Regions from separate parts of the Rattus norvegicus genome. Here region 2 is linked to region 1. Evidence: chromatin contacts called from public Hi-C data. All regions are on one chromosome and are shown on one strand. The core of a region is the stretch at or near the end of the contact, and the rest is flanking DNA. Distances in the headings are between cores, read along the strand shown.

Evidence for each region. Hi-C and Micro-C count contacts between places; a contact is called where the count stands out from the background.
Region 2: a contact with region 1 is called in a Hi-C map of prefrontal cortex, with 2.8 times the contacts expected there. The contact joins the promoter of Khdrbs3 here to the enhancer-like site in region 1. A contact is called at or near these places in 2 of 12 Hi-C or Micro-C datasets (frontal cortex and prefrontal cortex).

Annotation. Positions count from the first base shown.
Region 1 is chr7:102,587,328-102,591,460 of GRCr8, reverse strand. It overlaps the pseudogene Tox4-ps1. Among named protein-coding and RNA genes, the nearest start is that of Khdrbs3, 140 kb to the left of the region's middle. Within about 2 kb of position 1,305, at least 17 of the 93 cell types and tissues checked have an H3K27ac peak or open chromatin away from gene starts, as enhancers often do. A contact at or near this core is called in prefrontal cortex, where this site is marked.
Region 2 is chr7:102,725,045-102,728,982 of GRCr8, reverse strand. It overlaps Khdrbs3 (KH RNA binding domain containing, signal transduction associated 3), which reads right to left and starts at 2,140. Exons shown (of 9, transcript NM_022249.2): 1 at 1,933-2,140. The coding sequence starts at 2,020.

The sequences.
Region 1 (4,133 bases), core at 56-2,555:
CTTTCTGACTCCCAGCTTTCCTCAGTTGCCTACAGTTCCTTTGGAGCCTTATGAGTTTATCCCCATCCAGTTTGGTATACTCTTTATTGTCAACCTTATCCAGCTCATGTTTGCGGGTCCTATTGGTGGCACTTTATCATTAACTTGATGGAATCTGAAATCAACTAAGGAGCATGCCTCTAGGACAGTCTCAGAGGGCATCTCTAGGGAGGATTAACTGGGAGAAGATCCTTCTCTAAGTAGGTGGTGGTCAGAGAAAAAGGTGTGTAATTCTTCATTTAATCCTCCCGACTGCACTGTTCGGTAAGAACAGCCAGTTTGCTTTCAGTGGAGGAAATGAGAGTTTCGGGTTGGGGTGACGGCTCATCGGATCACCTTATTTTGAAGGTGATTCAGGGTGGCTTCCCTAGGACCAGACCTGGACAGGGCAAGTGTAGAGTGATGTCTTAGGAGGTTTCTTGAGAGCAAACCCCACATATAGGGAAGTAGAACAAAGGGACAGAGACAAGTTAAAAAATGCTTAAAGAGCAGCTTCAGGACAAATCCCAAGAGTCCCAGAACTCTTTGCATATCATGGACAAACACAATTCACTTGCTCCCAGTATTCCTCCTTTGATTAAGGTTACACATGGCAAAGGCTAATCCTCAATATGTGGGGCTCTCTCTGACCAGCGAGGCAGTAAGTAGCATGCAGGAGGTTGTGGGGGTGTTAAGAGTAAGGTTTCAAATGGGGAGCCAGCATGGGAAAGATAACAAAGGGATTAGGTCTAAGACTGTGAGCTATAACCACAGCACCAAAAGGATTACTAGAGGTGCATGAATAAATAAAGCCTCCACAGAGGAGGTGACATTTACGAGAAGGAGTGAACAGCAGTGGAAGCTGGCATGGGATGGCACAGAAAGCACCACAGAGCACAGAAGGTTGGAAATGGACACTAGTCAGCTCCTCTTTAGCCTTCTTATTTCATATAGGTAAGAGAGAGGGAAAGTGATCTCAAACAGACTGAACAGCTTCCCCAGGGCGACACAATTCTTGAGGTCAAAGGGAGCTCAACCCAGACTTTAATTCTGACACGCATGTCCAGGTGATGGGTACAGCATGCAAGAAAGACTCCGTTGTTGGCAGGACATTGAAGAGCTGGAGGGATGGCTCAGGAAAAGCAATGAAAGAGATAAAGTCCCAGATCCCTGCCTGCTGCACACCCCACCCCCACACTCGCATGTTATTTCTTAGAACAGAAGAGCCTCTCAAGTACATGGATACGACTCAGCAGACACAGTTATAAATAAAGTGACAGATACCATGGCAACAGGGGAAGCAAAATGAAATGCATCATCTTATTGTAAAGGGCAAAACCTACTCTATATATACAGCAGCGAGCGTCTCCGTCCTCTTTCCAGCCCTTTTTTTGCACAAACACTTCAGACTTCACATGAAGAAGGTTTGCCTCCTTAGCAGCAATGATTCAGTCACATAATGTATGTGTATTTTTGTACATGTCTCTGGCTCTCTGTGTGCTCATGTGTTCAATTATATAAAGAAGTGGCTAGGTCTCTGTCTATGGAGACACATACTGAGATAGATACAAACATAACAGTAAAATAGTAAGATGGATGGATGTAGGATCTCTGGCAGATTGCAATTTTCAAAGGTGGCCATGGTGATATTTTATATCTCCTTGCTTGCCTACAGGGAGACCCTGATGCTCTCATCCTTGCTCAAAGAGTCTGTAAACAGTCATGATTAACTCAGCCAAGTACGCGGTCAATGTGGTGTTACGTAGCTTATGTGGATTCATTAAATACCAGACTTCTTCCTCTGGTTCTTCTTGAGATACTCACTCCATGGAAAACGAGTCCTTATGCAGAGAGGCTAATGGCTCCGAGCCTACCTCCCACCTCCAACCCTGGGAAGACTATACATTATAACTCTAGCCCAGAGTATAGGCTCAGATTAGTTCTACAGTGTCCATGCTGGAGATCTGAGCACGGCAATCTGGATGCTTCAGGAGCAAGTTCCCCAAAAGACTCCTGGGATGCCTCAGAGAACAGAAAATCAACCACATCCTGCTTGCATCTGCAACCCATCGAATTCATGAGGTATAATTAATGTCGTTTCTTAAAGCCACTAAACTTAGGGAAATCACTTAGACTGCCCTAAATGATGGAAATCCTCCCGCAGACATCAAAGCAGATCCCATTTTCACCTGCCCAGCATGAGCCCCACTCTAGACTGAGACTTCATGTGTAACAACTCATTTAGTGGCCCAGTCCACACCATCAGGAAAAACTGTTTGCTTTTAGATGAGAAAATTGATGTTGATGGCTGGGGTAATGGTTTATTAGTTAAATCCCTGGACAACCCAACATGAGGGCCAGAGTTCAGATCCCCAGAACCCACATGAATGCCAGGTTGGAATAGTAGCTTACCTTTCATCCTAGCCTTGGAAGGTTAGACAGCAAGCGAGCTATTGAGACTGTCCATATCAGAGAACTCTGGGTTTGACAGAGACCTTCAGCCTCGATGAACGAAAGGGATAGAGCAGTGCAGATGTGGACTTGAACCTGGGGCCTGCTCATGCATACTCACACATGAACACATACAGTGCCATGCATGGTCCCACACAAAGCATGCATGCCAACCACACATGTAAAATGGAAAAGAAAAATTAAATAAAAAAACTGAAAGTAGGAGTTGAAATGGCCCCCAGACATGTCTAGGAGCTAAGAGTAACATCTGTTTCCCTGGGTTCCCCTTCTTACCACAAGTTGATCCCTGAGATCAAAAGCGGATGTTAAGGCCTCATTGATGTACTCTCTTTACTTTTCCCTACGTAGCTCTTCCTCCCCTTTTTCTTTCTTGTCTTTTTTTTTTTCAGAGAAATGGTTGCTACTATGTAACTCGCCCCTGTCCACTAACAGATTCCTAAGCTAATTCTCACAGATCTGTGTTATTATTATAGATGGCACACTGTAGCACACTGGATAGATTTACTCTGATTCATTATCCAGTCCTCCTGAGGGTGGATATTTGGGTTGTTTAAATCATTATTTTTCACTCCTACAAATAATGTTTTAGGAAACGACCTTGCATGTGTGTCTCCATGCCCCAGTATAATTATTTTCCACTTGCTGCACATCAATAAATTGAGCTCTGTGGAGGTTTTGCTCGAATTCTTCCTTCTGTATACTGACTTGTGTTCAGTCACAGCCTTCGAATCATGGGGGAGTCTCCTCTGACTTTTATTTCTGACAACGGCATTCTTTCCATGTTTGTTGAGGTCTGATGAAAGTTGGTTTGGTGGTGAGAATATAGTTTCCTTCCCTCTATAAAGTGATAAAAGGTGTTTTTAAAATGCACTTGAATGGACAGATTGGAGGTATAAATCTCAATGTTTGATTGTACTGGGAATGAGCCTATAGGGACACCATTGATAGGTCACGTGACTTGTCTAGGCCAGTTCCTTTACCTCTGACATGGGCATAGAGATTGTGTTTTCTCTCAGGATTCATATCAAGGCAATCATGGGTATTCTGAGCTTTTAGCCTGATATCTATTTAGCAGCGAGAATATAAACCTGAGGCCCTGAGCAGGGCATATCACTAAGTTAAGACATAATATTATTTTGGGTAAGAGAACACCTCTCAGTGTATCTGACCACAGAATTTCCAAAGTCCTAGGGGAAAAAAAAGCAGACTGTGGGTGTGAAAGCAGGTGGCTCAAACAACACCAGTCTCATCTCCAGAGACTCACATCCCACAAACTCTTAAGTTCTCCTGAAGACTCACCGAGCATAATCCGTAGCATCAAGTTACTTAACAACTGTCCTCAAACTTGGAAAAACTTAAAAACATTTTAATTTTATGACTGTTATCAGTTGAAAGTGCCTTGTCTCTCATAAAGTCTCCATATGCTTGAGTACTTGCTGACTAGTTTGTGGCATTTCTAGGAAGCAGGGACTGGCTATCAGAGGTGAATCTCTGTGGGCTTGGAGTCTATTGATTCGAGGGTTATAATCCATCTCTGATTCTGCTCCTATTCTCTGTGTTTTTCTCTGGTCCAGGTGCCAAGTTAGCATTATCTCAGAGACAGAAAGCCTCCCCACCTGGCTTTCCTAGCCATAATGGACTGA
Region 2 (3,938 bases), core at 891-3,390, 140 kb before region 1:
AATATTTTAAATGACAGAGCACTGTGTCCTGGATACCAGGCTCCATCTCAAGTCATGTAAGAACCCGCAGTAACGGGAGCATCCTAGCAGCAGCGTTTCCTTCACCAGTAAGAAATGCACTTCTCACAAGAATTACCGTCCTGATGAAAAGCAAGGCAACCAAGTTAAAGCCAAACAAGTCCGGAAAACACCTCCCAGGCCACCATTACCCCCAGCAGACACACAGGAACCGACAGAATTGTGGACATCTTAACAGCACTCGGCTACGACAACACAGTACGGGAAAACAAGCCGGACTTTTAAAAGAACTCATTATCTTTTCAAACCAGTTTCCCTGGTGGAGGAGAACCCAAGTTTGATTTAGTCTCTTCACCAGGAAAACTGTACTTGGTTTCACAGTCCACACCATTTCTAAGCCACTGATCTCACACAACGTACAAAGAATTTTCTTACAGAGACGACAGCCCGGGCAAGCAGCAAATGATACACGTAAATCACAGGGAGTGGGGAGTACAATTGTAACCTAACTGCAGGGACCTAACTACAAGACTGTTCAGAGGAACCAGGCAGTAAAACTTAAAATTCTTTTTCGCCAATTTAAGAGTGAACGCCCATTACTTTTTCACAAGCCCCGTTACATGAAAGAAATCAAAATAAGCATGCCATTAACGGGAGAGGCTGGCGAACATATCTCTGTTCAACAATTGAAAGAAGCTTAAATTCTTGGAGAAGGTAAGTCTCTCCACCACCCGCACAAAGGACAACAGCCTGCTCCTGACAACTGTATACAACAGGCAAGGAGCAGGGGTCGTGGTTCTAAAACATAGGTGTCTACACACAAATAGAATATGTCTGCCTCATCTTTCTCTCCCAACAATAAGAGTCAGGACCAGCACTGTGAACAGCATACCATAGGATCCACTACACAAAGTGATTCATAAAAAGGATACAGATCTGACCAGATGATGTCTCTGCCATATCCCTAAAAAAGAAGTAAGAAGAAAGAAAAAAAAAAAAAAAAAAAGACCAGAGGTTCCCTAACCATCTTTCTGGGAAACATGCTGGACCCGGGTGTAGCAGATAGATTGGGGGAAGGCAAGCTTCATTTACCTTCCATCCCAACAGATGATTCAGGAAGCCAGAGGAGAAGTAAACCAGAAGAATACTGCCTTGGGTAGGCGTGCCTCCATAAACCCCAATGTCCCTGTCCTTGGCACTTCCCGGTTCCTTTTCCACCCGCGCTGGTTGGAGGAGTGTGAAAAATGGCACAGGCGGTGGTTCCTTTGGCAATGTGTTCAACCCTAAGCCTGACACCAATGAGGGTCACCCGCCCAGCTTGTCTCAAAAAGAGAAAGGGCGAGCAAGAACTGGCTCTCTGGCGGGCCTCCTCTCCCAAACTGAGACCTCCAAGGGCCGCCTGCCTGCCAGCCAGGCTGGCATGAGTGCCCGCCCCCAGGAACGGCAAACTGCCCAGCCAGCGGCCGCCTAGGCACACACAGAAAAACCGTGGGAGAGGGACTGGGCTCCTCCCTCGGGGCCGCTGGAGTCCTCCCCTTTATCGTGCTTGAAGGAGCTGACCCTAAACCTCTTCCAAGGTCCCCAAACTTCACTAACAACCCAAGCACCTGTTCCCTTCATCTCCTGCGCAGCCGATCCGCTCAAGCTCATCGGTATCCCTGCAGCACTTTCTTCTAGCTCCTTGGACACCCGAACACCCCTGGTCCCAGGGTGCCCCACTCTCTCTCCCTGGTGGGCTCACCCAAGATCGGTCTAGACACAGACTCCTACACTCTCGCTGCCCTCCACCCAGAAGTTTCCCCTGGGTCCACCAGGGTCCCCACGGAAGCGCCTCCAGTCCCATGCAGATGTCGGGCCTCCTCCCTCCTCCCCGGAGCCGGCTACTCGGGTGCCGTTAACGGCCGGCGCGCTCACCTCGGTTCACCAAGCGCAGGGCGTGCGTGAAGGAGGGGTCCAGAGAGTCCTTCTCCGCCATCAGCTCCGGCAGGTACTTCTCCTCCATGCTCGCCGGCCGCCGGGCCCGCTTCTCCGCCCCGAGGCGCGCGCGCGCCAGCCGCCCCGCAGCCCGAGCCGCCCGCCCGCGGCGGCGCGGACCCCGCCAGGCGCCTCGGCGGCCAAGCCGGGCGGGCGGCCGGGCGGCGGTGGCGGCTCGGGGCGGGCGGCGGCCGCTCAGCCCGGCCCCGTGGAGCCCCAGATCACCGCGCTGCGGGCCGCGGGCTGCACGGCGGCGGGATGAGCTAAAGGAGCGGGCGGGGAAGCCGAGGAGCGCTGGCCGGACTAGCCCGCTGGCGGCGACCGTGCCTGGCTCTGCTGCGACCCGCCCCGCGCGCCGCCTCGCGCGCTCTGAGCCTCCGCGCAGTGCCCCGCGCCCTCCCCGCCCCGCCCGCCGCGCCTGCGCGCTGTGCCGACCGCCTGGCGCGCGCCGCCTCGTGGGGGCACTGGGACTGCGCGGACCCGCGGCGGGGATATTGTAGGGGCGCTTCTAGTCCCCGGACCTGGGGTCTCCATCCCGGGCTCCCCGATGAGCACCTCTAAGCCGTCCAGCACTGCCTTGTACGTGCAGTCTGGGAAACTGAGGCTCACAGGTCAAGTGGCGCGTCCAAGGTCACCCGTCCTAGGGAGGAGGGACAAGGGCAGAGCCTTTGGAACCCAAGTTCATCAGGCTGGGCTCTGGGAACCGGCAGGGAGACCAGGCTCCTGGTTCGCCAAAGCTCCGCGGACTTGCCTAACTTAGGTCGCTTTGCTGTCCGCTGCTATTTGTACGAAAATAGCGCCGGACCGGACTTGAAACGCCAGCCTCCTGAGACCCTTGGCGCAGAGGTCGGTTACATAAAAGCGCCTGCCCTTCAGACTGTCTTTGTCTTCCAAGACTTGCTCCCGGTTGCCCTTCTCCTTACATGGCGGTGTCTGGACATGGATGAATGAGCCCCTCTAAACTCTCTCCAGTAGGGAACCTACCACACCACACATAAGTGGTGATGTCTTCTGTCGCCCTCGAGTCACCCAACCAAACCCCAGCAAATGCTCTCCTAGTCTCCTCGTAGATCTTTTGAGGTCTGTGAAATAAGTGTCCCACACTAGGCCAAGGACTTCTGAGTCTCCTCCTCTCAGAGGATATCATCATCCCAACCTTGATAACCTGGGTCCCTTGACAGTACTAAAGACTTTCCCAGAAAAGCCTTGTTTCATTTTCCCTCTCCCTGAACTCTAAAGCCATTCACAGAACCACAATTCTGCTTTTGGTAGCCTAGGGCTATCATGGAGAATTGCAAATTTGTCTGAGGGAGAAGTCTGCAACACCTGGTGTCTGGGACGATTGTGGGGTGATTTCGCACCAGAAAAGTTTCCTGAAGGAATCCTCCAAGCATCTGATCCCTTGTTCCAGCCTTGCATATACTTGGTTGCAGGTAAGGTGGTGCGACTCCAGAGCCTCCTGCAACAACCTCCCCCATGTCTCTCTTTCGGATGGAAAGGGCAAGAGGCAGTAAAACACAATGGTTAACTAGTTGTGACCCTTTAGCAAACTTAGGTCATCTGTGCCTCAGTTTCTTCACCTATCACATGGAGATAAGAAAAAATCATTTCTTAGTAAGGTCATGAGAATGTACTATTTCACCAGCATCCCGGCACAAAATGAAAGCCAGACTGTTCTGTGGCAGTCTCCCTCGAATGGCGGCTCTCTGAAGCAGAAGCTTCAAAAGGCAGCAGGCAACACCATCTGTGTGGTCCTCGATGCTGGACTCGGTGCACAACCCCAGCAGAGTAAGCTCATAAGGGTAGATAGATCCTGCTTCTGACCCTGAGCCCCATGCTGGTTTGTTTGTGCATTGTGCCCCAAATCTGAGCCTCACGTCTGGACCCCCAACACCTAGGTAATGTCAGCCATCCTTCAAGGCAGTTGGGGAAGTTGGGGAAGTTCT